2 separate regions of the Nomascus leucogenys genome follow, and region 1 is linked to region 2. The links are chromatin contacts, called in public Hi-C maps. All regions are on one chromosome and are shown on one strand. The core of a region is the stretch at or near the end of the contact, and the rest is flanking DNA. Distances in the headings are between cores, read along the strand shown. Region 1 has its middle 62 kb from the start of GPR6. Region 2 overlaps FIG4 (polyphosphoinositide phosphatase).

What was found. A called contact is a pair of places that touch in the nucleus more often than the background predicts.
Region 1: a Hi-C map of a lymphoblastoid cell line shows a contact between it and region 2, with 11 times the contacts expected there. The contact joins two enhancer-like sites. A contact is called at or near these places in 4 of 4 Hi-C or Micro-C datasets (a lymphoblastoid cell line and an unstated tissue).

What each region holds. Positions count from the first base shown.
Region 1 is chr3:96,445,927-96,453,341 of Asia_NLE_v1, reverse strand. No RefSeq gene overlaps it. Among named protein-coding and RNA genes, the nearest start is that of GPR6, 62 kb to the right of the region's middle. Within about 2 kb of position 4,126, the one cell type or tissue checked has an H3K27ac peak away from gene starts, as active enhancers do. A contact at or near this core is called in a lymphoblastoid cell line, where this site is marked.
Region 2 is chr3:96,117,755-96,124,257 of Asia_NLE_v1, reverse strand. The region is part of intron 1 of FIG4 (polyphosphoinositide phosphatase); the gene reads right to left. Among named protein-coding and RNA genes, the nearest start is that of FIG4, 14 kb to the right of the region's middle. Within about 2 kb of position 4,572, the one cell type or tissue checked has an H3K27ac peak away from gene starts, as active enhancers do. A contact at or near this core is called in a lymphoblastoid cell line, where this site is marked.

The DNA of each region.
Region 1 (7,415 bases), core at 2,877-5,376, 330 kb before region 2:
AGATACAGGAAACTCAGGCCCTCGATTTCCTGGCATCAAAACAGCTCAGGCATGCTGGCTCACACCTGTAATCCCAGCACTTTGGGAGGCCGAGCTGGGGGGATCGAGAGGTCAGGAGATCGAGACCATCCTGGCCAACACGGTGAAACCCCGTCTCAAAAAAAAAAAAAAAAAAAAAAAAATTAGCTGTAATCCCAGCTACTTGGGAGGCTGAGGCAGGAGAATCACTTGAACCCCAGAGGCGGAGGTTGCAGTGAGCCGAGATTGTGTCACTGCACTCCACCCTGGGTGACAGAGCCAGGCTCTGTCTCAAAAAAACAAAACAAAACAAAAACAACAACAAAAAAACGGAAGTGGCTGTTTCCACGGTCTGGTGATTTCTGCCCCAGGGAGAAGCAAGGCACACTTGGTTTGTCTTATGGCCCAAAGGAAATGTGTGGGGGAGAAGGGGAGCTGGGGTGGGGGTGCTGGTCTAATGTCCTGTGCGGACTAGGGTTACAGCAGCCCAGTTTGAAGTCTCTGGTCTTGGGAATGGCTTCTTGGGAGAGCTCCACATGTCAGGAAATTACTTATCAGATGTAGAGGTAATAATAGGACATGCCTGGCAATGTTTGAGGGCACTGAGAAGGCAATGTTTTTGTTTTGTTTTGTTTTGTTCTGTTTTGTTTTATTTTGCTTGTCTCTGCCAAGCCAAAAATGTAGGCCAGCATGAACAATCTGGTTTATAGGGAAACTAGGGGTCAAGGGGTCAAAAGGAGACATTCTGTTTGGGGGCTTAGTTTTCATTTTTGCATTTTTTGTGGGGCCACAGATTTGCCATTGGAGATGCAGGTTCAGGCCAGCTGGTCTGTAAAAGTCCCTTCCTGGATAACTTTCTATAATTATTGTCTTTGGCTTAAAGCACAGGCTGTTACCAGATGGAAGGTCTTGACTGTGAGTTGTCCAGGTTCTTGGCGTGTTGAACACAACACACAAACAAAGCAATAAAATAATGAAACAACAAAAGACAAAGCAACAAAAAAACTGAGCAATGAAAACACAGATTTATTGAAGTGAAAGTACATTCCACAGAGTGGGAGCAGGCTCGAGCAAGCAGCTCAAGAGCCCCCTGATTTAGGGTTTTTATTAGGCTAAAAGAATTTGGTAACAACCCTAGGTGCCCTTTAGAGGCCTCCAATTGGTTACTCCCTATGAACGATTGGCCTGAGACCAATCAGCGGCTGAAGTGGAGACTTCCATCTTGTTATCACAGGAGCCACGATGTGGCCTGTATGCTACCTAATCCTGCCTAGAACTGTCTGTACCTGTTGTTCTTTTGCTTATGCCTTAACCCTTGGTTACCTTCAATTCCTATTCCCCTGCCTCAAGGCTCCACAATAGGGCAGCTGCCCTTGGAAGGGGTAACACAGTACACTGTGATGACCACACCACAGTGAGAATTTGTTCACTAGCTAATTCCACAGACTTGGTGTCTGGGAATATCACGAAGGGGACCAGCCATGTAAAGCGTTAGGGGGTGAATGTGGGAGGGTCCAGGGCTCTGTCCTCTCACTCCCTCCTGTTTTTCCTTCAGAGTGAGGGGCCCTAAACAATCTGTGAGTAGCAAAAAGGTCCTGGTGTCAGAAGTGAGGGGGAAATAAAGGGGGGAAGATGGAGGTGACAGAGTGTCAGAGGGACATTTCAGTTGCTTCATGGACCAGTACCACTTTGTGAGAAACGAAACACTATATATTGAATATAAAAATTATTACCCTAAACAGGATAAACTTTTGACTCCCCTTTTGTTCATTTGGATTAAGTGGTATAATACTTAATTTTGGCATTTGACTCTTAAGATTATGTAACCTAGCTACTTCAGGATGGCCTTAGAATATTTTTCTGGTAATTTCTTCCATTTCCTGACTCTTCCTTGCAAACAAAATGATAGTGACACTTTATCCTGATTTTTTTCTTCTTTTTGGTTTATGCCTATTCTAATTAAATGTGAATACATAAAGTTAAAAAAAAATTTGGAATCTAACCTGGAATCTCTCGGAGAACAAAGTCTTCTGTTCCTAGAAGCCCTGCTGGGGAAGAAAGGAAGTGATGTGGGTCAAGGTTGGTACCAAAGTGACCATGTTCTCGGACTGCCCAGGGTCCGGGCGATCCCAAGTGGTAGCAGTAATGACACCGACCATTCAGTCCCCCACGCTCACCTCTTTATCTTCTCTCCCTCCCAGTCTCCCCTCACCTCTGTCTCTCTTTCCTTTCTCAAATATCGACTGAGTCCCAGTTACTCTGCCTTGTACTGAAGTGACACAGAAGCAGACAAACACAGACCAAGTCCCCAACGAATCGCTAATAGGTTAGACATTATCCTAGGTGTTTATGTCGAATGTTCCTAACAACTCAGAAAATTGGGTTTATTATTCCCATTTTACCAACATGGAATTAAGAGCTAGGGCGGTGTCTGAAAGCCTGTGCTTATTTTGTAGAACAAATGAATGAACAGAAGCACGAAGAAGGTAAGTGGCTGATCCATAACCACACAGCTCCCAAGTGGTTTAGCCTTGATTTGGCTCCAAACTTGCACCCTGCTTAGCCTTTTAAATTGGGTGGCGTTGAGAGGTTACTTCACCTCTGGTTCTGTTACCAAACTGAACTTGGGTCTGCTTGCCTAATGCACAGAAAAAGCCAAATACTGACACCAGGATTTGCAGTGAGAGAAAGTGAGACATTTATTGCAGTGAGCAGAGCCAAGGAGAATGAGCAGCTAACGCTTAAGACCCGAACTCTCTGATGGCTTCCAAGCAGGGGGTTTTAAAGGTGGCAGGGTGCGGTGTGTTGGGGGGCATCTCCAAAGTGAGAGAATTTCTGGAACTTTTAAAATCTGCTTCTTGGCTTCAGTCTGTCTGAGATCACTGTGAAGACAGCTGGCATTTTCCATCAGGTGGGAGTCCTGGTTTCTTAAAAACAACTCAAGGACATATGTCAAGATGTTATCTTTAGTTTCTGTAGGGAAACAAACATCTTGTGACTCTGACTTATTTGGGTGGCTATTGCAAAAGTTATTATGATCTTCTCACTTAGGGGGTCATTTATTCAGTTCTCTAATTGCTGGCCATAGGGCTAGCTGGGTGCCTGGAATTTCCCTTGAAGGGACTCAAAAGTTTTCCATGCTGGGCAGGGGACAGTGGTTGGCGGGAGCCCAGCAGGCCCCTAAGATGGTCCCCTGCCTGTCTTAATTCTGGAGACTGAGGAGAGCGAAAATCACCTGGTGACCATTGAACAGGCCCCGGAGATAAAAACTTATCTGAGCAATTCAGAAAGGAGCAAAGACCACCTGGTGACCACCAAACAGGCCATCTGGAGGCAAAACTCCTTATCTGGGGAATTTAGAAGTAATCAAGCTTCTCTAGTATCTAAAGTTGTCACCTTTAAGCTGGGGTGCAGTGGCTCACACCTGTAATCCCAGCATTTTGGGAGGCCGAGGCGGGCGGATCACTTGAGGTCAGGGGTTCGAGACCAGCCTGGCCAGCATGGTGAAACCCCCATATTTGCTAAAATACAAAAATTAGCTGGGCGTGGTGGCACGCGCCTGTGATCCCAGCTACTCGGGAGGCTGCGGCAGGAGAATCGCTTGAACCCAGGAGGCCGAGATCTCGCCACTGCACTCCAGCCTGGGCGACAGAGCGAAAAAATATAAATGAATAAAATAAAATAAAATAAAATAAATAAAGTTGGCATCTTTAAACTTTCAGAGGTTCCAATCCTCTTTCAACTTTTATAAGCAGCTAAAATTTCTATACATCTCCGGAATGCCGTGCTGAAACTCATTTTACAACCCTAAACTCCCACCTTAAAAGGTTCATAAATGCTTGTAAGGAAAATCCACCAGGGTGCGCTCAGTCCTCTCGCTGAGCTGCCCCACTGCACCCTTTTGCAGCGTTCTTCCTTTCTAATAAACGTTCCTTTTTCAAAGCTGTACTGTTGTCGGTAAATTCTTTTTACCAGCCCCCCAGTCGACCACTTCCTGGTGCCAGTGCCGGGGCTCTGACACCTCGCGCGCAGAGACAGAGGCAGGCGGCCTCCTCTCCGCTGCCCCTTCTCCCTGCTGGTCTCACGAATGCTCTCACCTGAGTTTCTCCTTTTCCTTTTCCGTTTTCTCCTTTACCAAGGGCGCAGCTGCTCTTCGGAGAGGCAGTTGGGTCCATAGAATCAGCTGCCTCTTGGAGAGCGGTGTGAGGTGATGAGGGAGCTGAGGGGAGGGAAAGAGAGGGTCCAGTGTGCCTCACCTTGGTCCCACACACCGAGGCAAAGGGTTTCAGACGGGACTGATGGATGCTGACACACCGTCCGTTTTGAGAAGACTCCTTGTATGGGTGGCAGTGTGCTTCCTCAAAACTCATATGTTGAAGCCCTAACCCATAACACCTCAGAATGTGACTGTATTTAGAGAGTGGATTTCTAAAGAGGCGATTAAGTTTAAAGAGACCATTAGGGTTAGCCCTAATCCAATCTGCCTGCTGTTCCTGTAAGAAGAGGAAATTGAACCTGCAAGGAGCTATCAGGGCCTCGTGCACAGAGAGATGACCGCATGCAGAGGCCACAAGAGGGCGCCCGCTGCAAGCCAAGGAGAAACCTCAGAAGACACCAACCCGAAGAGGAAATTGATCTTGGACTTAACTGGCCTCCGGAAGAGTGAGAAAACACATTTTTGTTTAAGCCACCCAGTCTTGTGTGTGTGTGTGTGTGTGTGTGTGTGTGTGTGTGTGTGTCCCTAGCAAAGGAATGCAATTTTGTTCTCATGTCCTCAAAAAACTTAATTCATCTGTAGAATTGAAAGTCTGAGGAATTGCCACTTACAAATACTTTGGGTTTTTTTTTTTTTTTTTTTTTTGAGACAGGATCTCTGTCGCCCAGCTGGAGTGCAGTGGCACAATCACAGCTCACTGCAGCCTCAATCTCCTGAGCTCAAGTGATCCTCCCACCTTAGCCTCCCAAATAGCTGGGACTACAGGCATGTGCCACCATGCCTGGCTAATTTTTAAAATGTTTTGTAGAGACAGGGTTTCACCATGTTTCTCAGGCTGGTCTCAAACTCCTGGGCTTAAGCGATCCACCCACCTCGGCCTCCCAAAGTGCTGGGATTACAGGTGTGAGCCATTGTGCACAGCCAACAGATACTCCTCTGAAGGAGGCAGTCAATCTGGGCAGTTTCTACAAGTTTTGTTTTTTTTTTTTTTCCAACAGAAATCAATCATTTCTCATTTTAACTTCAAGTAATTACACGAGAGCTGTTCAAACTTAAGCATGCATCAGAATCACCAGAGAGCTTGATAAAACTGAGATTGCTGAGCTCCACTCCCCGAGTTTCTGATTCAGTAAGTCTGGTGTAAGGCCTAAGAATGTGCATTTCTACAGCGTTCTCAGGTGATACTGATGCTGCAGGTTTGGGGACCATATTTTGAGAACCAATATATTCTATTTTAAATCCACCATTAATGATTATTTTTTATTTTATTTTTTTGAAACAGGGCCTCACTCTGTTCCCCAGGCTGGAGTGCAGTGGTGCAACCATTGTAACCTTGAACTCCTGGGCTCAAACGGACCTCATGCCTCAGCCTCCTGAGTAGCTGGGACTGTAGACCCAGGCCACCACTAGACCTGGCTAATTTTTTTTCTTTTTTCCACACAGGGTCTTGCTGTATTGCCCAAGCTGACCTCCAACTTCTAGGCTCAAGTGATCCTTCCACCTCGACCTCCTGAAGTGTTGGAATAACAGGTGTGAGCCTGCACCCCAGCCTAATTCCACCATTAATTTGTAATTGGTTTTTGCTATGTTTAAAACTTCTTGGGGAACACTTAGGAAGCCTTCTTCCCCTATGTCCTCTAATGAGGAGTGGGCACTGTGGTCAGGGTGCTCGGCTAGGGGGTTTGGTCCTCCCATTTGGGGCTATTTCCTGGCCCTTCTGGCCCTGCCCACCCAGGAGGGCAGAAGAGAGCTGTGGTCATCTGAAAGGATACCACAGAAGGATGTGAGGGCCCAGGCGACAGGGTAAAGAGCTGCCAGCATGCGTGGCTATTCTGCGGCCTAGAATTTATGTAACTGGAACACAAAGTCTCAATCCCTAGGGCCAGAGAGGGATTTGGGTCAATGGGAAGTTGAAAACAGCAGGAAAATGAGCCTGAGTAGCTCCGGGCACGTGAAGCAAAATTCAGCCTCTGCATGGGCATTGTGAAATAGGAAATAATTAAATGTTGTCTGGGACTCATGTAGTCTGCAGGGTTGGGACATTTACCCAGGAGCCAGCTGGGAACATTTCATAGAACTTCTGACTAATCGAAAAAGCAGTTTATTCCAAAATCAAAAATCAAAGCCATTTTCATTTGGTTGCATGTAAAATGCCCACTCATATCGGAGTCATCTATTAGAACCCAGGGGTACACACGGGTGCTACAGTTGTCTTTTATTGGTAAAGAATTCAATATTACCCTCTTCTTTCCTCCTCCCCAGAGAAAGCCACTTCTGGTTTGTTTCCTTTCAGACCCTTTTCCATGCATTTGGCATGACAGGTACCTTTGGAACATTTTTACCAAGCTGTGAATTTCTTGAGGGTATCATCCATTTCTTCACACAGTAGGTGCTCAGTAAGTGTGACTCCAATGCACCGAGTAAAGGAAGAAATGAATGAACTAGTTAATTTTCAGTGAGGAGAGTGAGAGTAAGGCAACCAGTTCCAGCTACTAAGAGCCTGGGAACCATAGATGCCTGCTCACACTGTAGTTCATGTTGGTGCTCATTTCCTTTAAAAAACCCCTAACATTTGTATAGTGCATTGCAGTTCATAAAGCATGTTTTCATCATCCCCATATTGAGGTCTCACCAACTCCTTTGTTGCCAACTTTTACTGGACCCATGAGTCTGAAAGAGAAGCGCAGTCCATAGTGTTCCAGCTTTGAGTGTGGCTCTCTCAGAAGCAGGTGTGACAGCTGCCTCCCTGCTAAGAGAAAGACATTTCAGTGTCTGCCTCCTAGGGATGGAGCCTCCTGGCGACTCTGAGGATGGTGCAGTACTCTTCCAGCTAATACCACACAGAGGCTCCCCCTCTTCATGCCACCCCTTTGCCAGCTGCAGCCTGTGTGGACCCAGAAACTTCTGACCCATGCTCCAGTTCCTGCACGTCTGATGGCCTGTATTTCAATCTCTGGGCACTCCTGGACATTCCCTCTCCAGCTGTGTGTGATGTTATTTTTCAGACTCATTTACTGTTGTCCAGTGGCCTGCCAAGACCTTTAGGCGAAGATGCTGACTCCCTCGCCGCTCTCCTTCGTTCTTTTCAAACACAAATCAGGGTGGAATGCACATCCCTTTTGCTTCACCTTCCAGGTTTGCTACCCCTTTATTGCAGAAAGACTGTCTTTTGTGTGTGTAC
Region 2 (6,503 bases), core at 3,323-5,822:
TCACAATAGCAAAGACATGGATTCAACCTAAATGCCCATCAGTGATAGACTGGATAAAGAAAATGTGGTACATATATACCATGGAATATTATGCAGCCATAAAAAAGTCCTTTGCAGGAACATGGATGGAGCTGGAGGCCATTATCCTTGGCAAATGAATGCAAAAACAAAAAACCAAATACTGCACGTTCTCACTTACAAGTGGGATGAGAACACATGGACACACAGAGGGGAGCAACAGACACTGGGGTCTTTTGGAGGGTGGAGGGTGGGAGGAGGGAGAGGATTAGGAAAAATAACTAATGGGTAGTAGGTTTAATACCTGGGTGACAAAATAATCTGTACAACAAACCCCCATGACACAGGTTTACCTATGTAACAAACCTGCATGTGTATCCCAAACTTAAAAGTAAAAAAAAAAAAAGAATACTGAGAATAAAATAATCAAAATGCAGAAAAATATACTTAAATGAAAATGCTTTTAAGAAAAACTAAATGAAATGAATTATTCTAAAATTATATCTAAAAAATAAGTACAACTTCATTAGCAAAAATAAAGATATTTCGCTTCAAAAAGTCCTTTAAAAAGTGATACTTTTTAAACATTGCAAAAATTGAGAAAACACTGCCATAATCAACTCACATTGTGCCATTTACTACTGGACATATAAGGTGTAGATACACAAAGCAACTAAATAACAAATAAGTCTTTCAATATTAAAGGCCAAAATGAAGCATGTAGACCATAGGAAATCAGTGCAGGCAAGACTGATGTAGTTTATTATAGATGAGAAAAATGTCAGACCAGTTGGGTCTAGAATTGAACCTTCAAGAATGGTTAACACTTTAAAAGGTAAGAATTTACTGTATATTACAACATGAACACTTGGATATACTGTTTTAACTTTAAATCTGTAGAAATACATGGAATTTTTACTATTAAGTATGTGTATATATATATATATATACACACATCAGTTTATAAAGGTCTGATTTACTGATAGGTTATGAAGAGCAAAACAATCTGTTAAAAATGATGGGTTAGCCTGATCTCAAGAGGAAAGCTGGTCAAGAAATTCAATCCTTCATCTCCTAGGAGAGGTACAGTCTAGATGACACTATGAGTTATAATGAGGTAAAAATAAAGCAATTATAATAAAAATTAGTAAACTAAGTTGGGACATCCAGTGACAGGGTTCGATGTACTGGGGGCACAGTTAGACAGACAGGCAAACAGAAAGAGAAAAGAAGTCAAAGAATCTCAGCCAGGCTTCAGCTAATTCCTGTCCCTGACACCCCACCCACCACTGAGAGGAGAGGGGGTAGCCAATCTAACAACGTTCACCTAAGAAGAATAGTTTGTACACGACACGTGCTTGTTAGCAGAAAAGGGAGCCCTTCTTGAGGACTTGAAAAATGGCTTCTAGGAGAGGAAATAGCAAGTGCAAAGAACTGAAAAGGGAAGAAGCTAGCATGTTTGTTACAGGCACAAGAATAAGCGAGAAAATGTTCGTTCACAAAGCACCTAACACAGTGACTACAGAAAATGAAGCACCTAACACAGTGACTATAGCGGTCAGCACAAAAAAGACACTCAATAAGTGTTAGTTCCTTTTCTTTCCTTCACTTTGTAAGAAGTCAGTGAGACTATGCCATTGTATTTGAGGAAAAAGACAAATGCCAGAGGAAAACAGAGTAGCCCAAAGGGAGGAAAGCATGTTCAGGACCAGAATGGACCCACAATGGGAGAATGCGCCAATCTGTTAGTAGTCAGTCTATGTCCTCAGGAGAGAAGAGCATGCAAACTGACAACCATGAATAGCATGCTGTAACAGAGGCATGAACTAGATGCCATGAGAACACAGGAAGGGCACTTGACTTATCTGGGGATGGTCAGAGCAGGCTGGTGTTGTCCTGATTCTGAATTTGGCCTTGAGGAACCTCTAAGCAGGACTTTGGGCACTGAGCCAAGACAGGGCCAGTGAACCACCCACGTCCACCTGCACCAATCCCTACTCATCACCTGTTCTCCCCAAAGCACTTTTGTTTCTATCTAAATGTAGTACTTACTTCTGAAAGTCTTGTCTAAATTTGTTTGGGGCTTGTCTGCCCCCTACTATAAGCACCTCGGGAGACTGGGGCTAACTCCTTAACCTCTGTGGATTTTAATTCCCTAGTCTAGTAGTACAATATGGTGCCTCAGCATTGGCTAAGTGTTAGGTGAAAGAACAACTGTGTACCACAGAGTAATCATTTAATGTGCTGGGTAATTTTCTAAGACATTTACACTAACCCAGCTTTTCTGGGTAAGCACATAGAAAAAATGGCTCTTTTAAGTCAACTACTCAGTAAGGAGGAACATCCTAGGTTTAAAAGAGGAAATTCCCTAGAATTTTATTTTTTAGTTTTAACTTTTATTTTAGGTTTGAGGGTATATGTGAAGGTTTGCTACATAGGTAAACTTGTGTCACAGGGGTTTGTTGTACAGAATTTTAATAAATCTTAGGAAACCTAAAGATTAATTGCAATGGGATGATACTTTGGCAGTTTGTGATTTTAAAAACAGATATAAATCCTGACATGCTCATGGGCAAATGCATTATTGGACTCTGAAACACATACTTAGGAAGGCAGATCTGTACTTCCCATATCTAGATCCTTCCAAAGAATTCATGAATCAGAGGAGCCAAAGGCTAAAACCCACAGAATCTGGAAGTAGATCAGAGTGGAGGGAAAGAAATGGGAAACACTGTAACTAGCCGCATTCTCTCTCTTCTCAAATAGTCCAAGAATCCTAAAAACGTTTTGTGCAGAGAATAGCGACCTCATGTGGAGCCAGTTATGTGGGAAAGAAAATCCCTGCTTTTCAGCGGGCCTGTTGTAGACCGCGGAATCACTGCCTGCACTGCCCTCTGGTGGGCAGCTGACCATCTACTTTCACACCAATTTTTTAAGAGGTAACTTCCAGAAAGGCCTTGTTTCTACTCGTTCTTATTTCCTTTCTGTTGAATGTATCAACACTGTATATCCTCAGCCTTTGTTACATTAATAGTATGTTTCAAAATGGACCTCAGCATTTTGGGGATTAAAAATTTCCCTAAAGTTTCCCTCCACTAAATTTTTCTCCACTGTTGATTTTTTTCCCCAATTTTTAATTTAAAAAAATTTTCAAAGACAACAGAACAGTACAACGAACACCCATATACCCTTCATCTAGACTCACCAACTGTTAACATTTTGTTGCATTTGTTTTCTCCCTCCCCCACTCCTGATAGACGCTTTCTTCCTCTGAACCTCTGGAAATGAGTTGCAGGTATCATAACACATAATCATAATATCATCGATAAAATATTATGTATGTACAATTTATATTCCAATTTTCCCCCATCTCTCTATAATATCCTCTATAGCTGGATTTTTTAAAGCCAGAATCTAATCAAGGATCATGTATTACATATCTTTATGTAAAGATATGTTACATCTTTTTAAATCTTTTAATCTAGAATAGTCCGTCAGGCTTTGTTTTTCATGACTTCGCCATTTTTAAAGAGCCTACTTTTTTTATTTTTTTATTTTTTTGAGATGGAGTCTCACTCTGTCACCCAGGCTGGAGTGCAGTGGTGTGATCTTGGCTCACCAGAACCTCCGCGTCCTGGGTTCAAGCAATTCTCCTCCCTCAGCCTCCTGAGTAGCTGGGATTACAGACGTGCACCACGACATGTGGCTAATTTTTTTGTTGTTGTTGTATTTTTAGTAGAGACAGGGTTTCACCATGTTGGCCAGGCTGGTCTCAAACTCCTGACCTCAAATGATACACCTGCCTTGGCCTCCCAAAGTGCTGGGATTATAGGCATGAGCCACCACGCCCAGCCCCAAGCCCACGTTTTTTTTACATAAATTTTCTTGGTGTTTCTATTGATGTCACTCATTTGACCACTGACTAGTGAATGCCTCATATGTGTCAGGAACTAGGCTCGATGCCTGAGGAAAAAGATAAACTGAAGCTATATTTTGGAGATATAACTTACTGGTAGATGGGATCAGGAAGGAGAGTAATAGATCCAATTACCTTTAAGCAGGTAGCTAGGTGATGGTGCCACTTATGTCAAGATGACTAGAGAAGAAACGGGTGTGAAGGGAAACCAAGAGTTCTGTTCACAACATGCCCAGAGAGGCCAAGTGAGAACTTAGTGGGTAAAAGAGCTCAGTGGGTGCCATCAGCACATATGCAGCATTTAAAGCCATGGGACTGGGTTAAACCTACTACAGAGAGTAGGGAGAGTGACGAGAGCCCAAAAAAGCTAGCCTGAGGAACTCCATTATTTAGAGGCCAGATACAGAGAAAGAACCAGCTGAGAAGATTGGGGGGAATGGCTGGTGAATGAGAAAACCCCAGCACGGGGTGGACTCATCAAAGCAAAGAAAGATCATCTGGGAAAGGAGAAAGCAGTCACATCAGATGCTGCTGAGAAGTCAAGTCGATAAGAACAGAGCATCTGACGACAGGCACTTGTGAGTGGCCCTTCTGTGGGCAGTCTCAGGGACAGAGAGGGGGCAAGATCCACAACAGAGACGTCTGAGGTGCAAAACAGGTAGAATCCTGGATAAAGACAGGGGAGTGGACATCTCTGGTCCTCCCAAACATCTTACTAAAACCACAGTAAAGTTTTTTATGTTTATTTTTAGGCTCAAGCCCCAAGAGCAAAAGGAGGAACAAAGAAGTTAAAGGAGAAAAATAAAAACCATTTGAAACTGAAAAGCATGTGTAACAAAGCTGACTCCTAAACTGGTAATGGAAAAGTCAAGAAGCAATCCAATTTACACAATAGAACCTCCAAAAGGCTTGGGAATTTGAAGCCCCTGATACCTCTGTAGTGTCAGAAGAAGATAAAAAGAAGAGAGCACCAAAAGAAGTTAGCACAGCTTCTAAAAAGAAAAAAAAAAAAACAAGCTTCAAACTAAAGATCAAGAACAGAGTAACATTAGAAGCTCTCAGCAACAATGCTGGAAGGTGGAAGAGAATGACATAAGGCCTTCAAAATTCTAAAGGAAAATTCATTCCAATCCTTAATTCAATATTTATCAATCAAACCTGAGGGTGGCATAGGACATTTTTAGATACTTATGCGCTTAAAAAAAAATGACCTTCTATGAACCCTTTCTCATGAAGTAATTAAAGGAAGTACTCTACCAAAACAAGTCCATAATCAAGAAACAGGAAATGATGGGATCCAGGAAAACAGGGAAACTGTCATACAGAGTATGATATAGGGTAACGGTGAAGGGAAACCCCAGAATGGTGGCTGTAGTGCAGGCCTTGGGAGACTCTAGTCTGGACTAAAGCCATTGCTTCAAGATGAAACCCAGAAGAATACTTAAGGGGTGTGAATGTGTTGAGAGATTTATACATCTAGGGGAAAGTCAGGGTTCAATTTATTACAAATTTGTAGTAAGAACTAGGGATTGAAAGAAGACGAAAAGTCATCTCAAGTATTGGCAGAGTCTGAAGAAGCAAAGGGCCCCTAGTTCAAATGGTAGAGGGAAAGGAGATAAATAAAATATCCAAGAAGAATAGGGAAGGAAAGGGAGCAGTAATTGGAGTACACGGAATTTCCATAGATCAGGCATGCCTCAGCCAGACTCCCTAAATGCATATATACATGCAAGTAGATGCCTACGAATCAACACCACTAGGGAAAAGGTTTGTGTATTTGTAGATATGCTGGGGCTTGGGATTTGGCAGGAGTTCAGGTGGAGAATTAGGATACCAAAAAAAAGCTACATTGAAATAATACCTGTTAAGATAGAAGTGAGCTAAACTGGCTCTCTTCTGAAAGTAAAGTGTCATTGTTCAAGCAAAAGCTTAAAATTTCAATATAGCTTTAATAGAGTTGAGTTGGTATAAAGATCAGTATTTCTAAAATATATGTGAAATCCAAATGGAATACAATAGGTAATCCATTTAACAGGAAATTCAGTATCTACTAACATTATCTCCTTTTATAATGACAGGCTAATTAATCACTCACTTTTCATCTGAGGGAGGAAAATCAGCCTTCTTGAAAGAAATTTTAGGTTGTATGACAGCTTCAATTCATGTTAAACTTCACTTGAACTTTCAGATTAAATGTATTATTTGTAAAGAGCACCATGAAGTTGCTTCTTCCAATCTAACAGTATTGCAAGCCTGCCTCCTCATTTGGTCCAGTAATCCCAGTAATTGGGTAATGCCGCCCAGATGGGGGAAGTGAGTCTCAAGAGAGGTCTGCAAGTCTATCCATTAGAGCTTCAGGGCTTTACTCTGGGGAAGCTTCAAATCCTCTGTAGAAATAAATGTGAATGTCACCTCCAACCACACAGTCTAAACCAGTTACTAATATAATCGCTATGTTTCTCTCTCTCACTTTATATACTTTGGTTTCCTTTTCCATTCCTTAGTCAACTACACCCTATATTGCTCTCTCCCATTCCCTGATTACACAAATCAAGGCTAATTAAGAAAG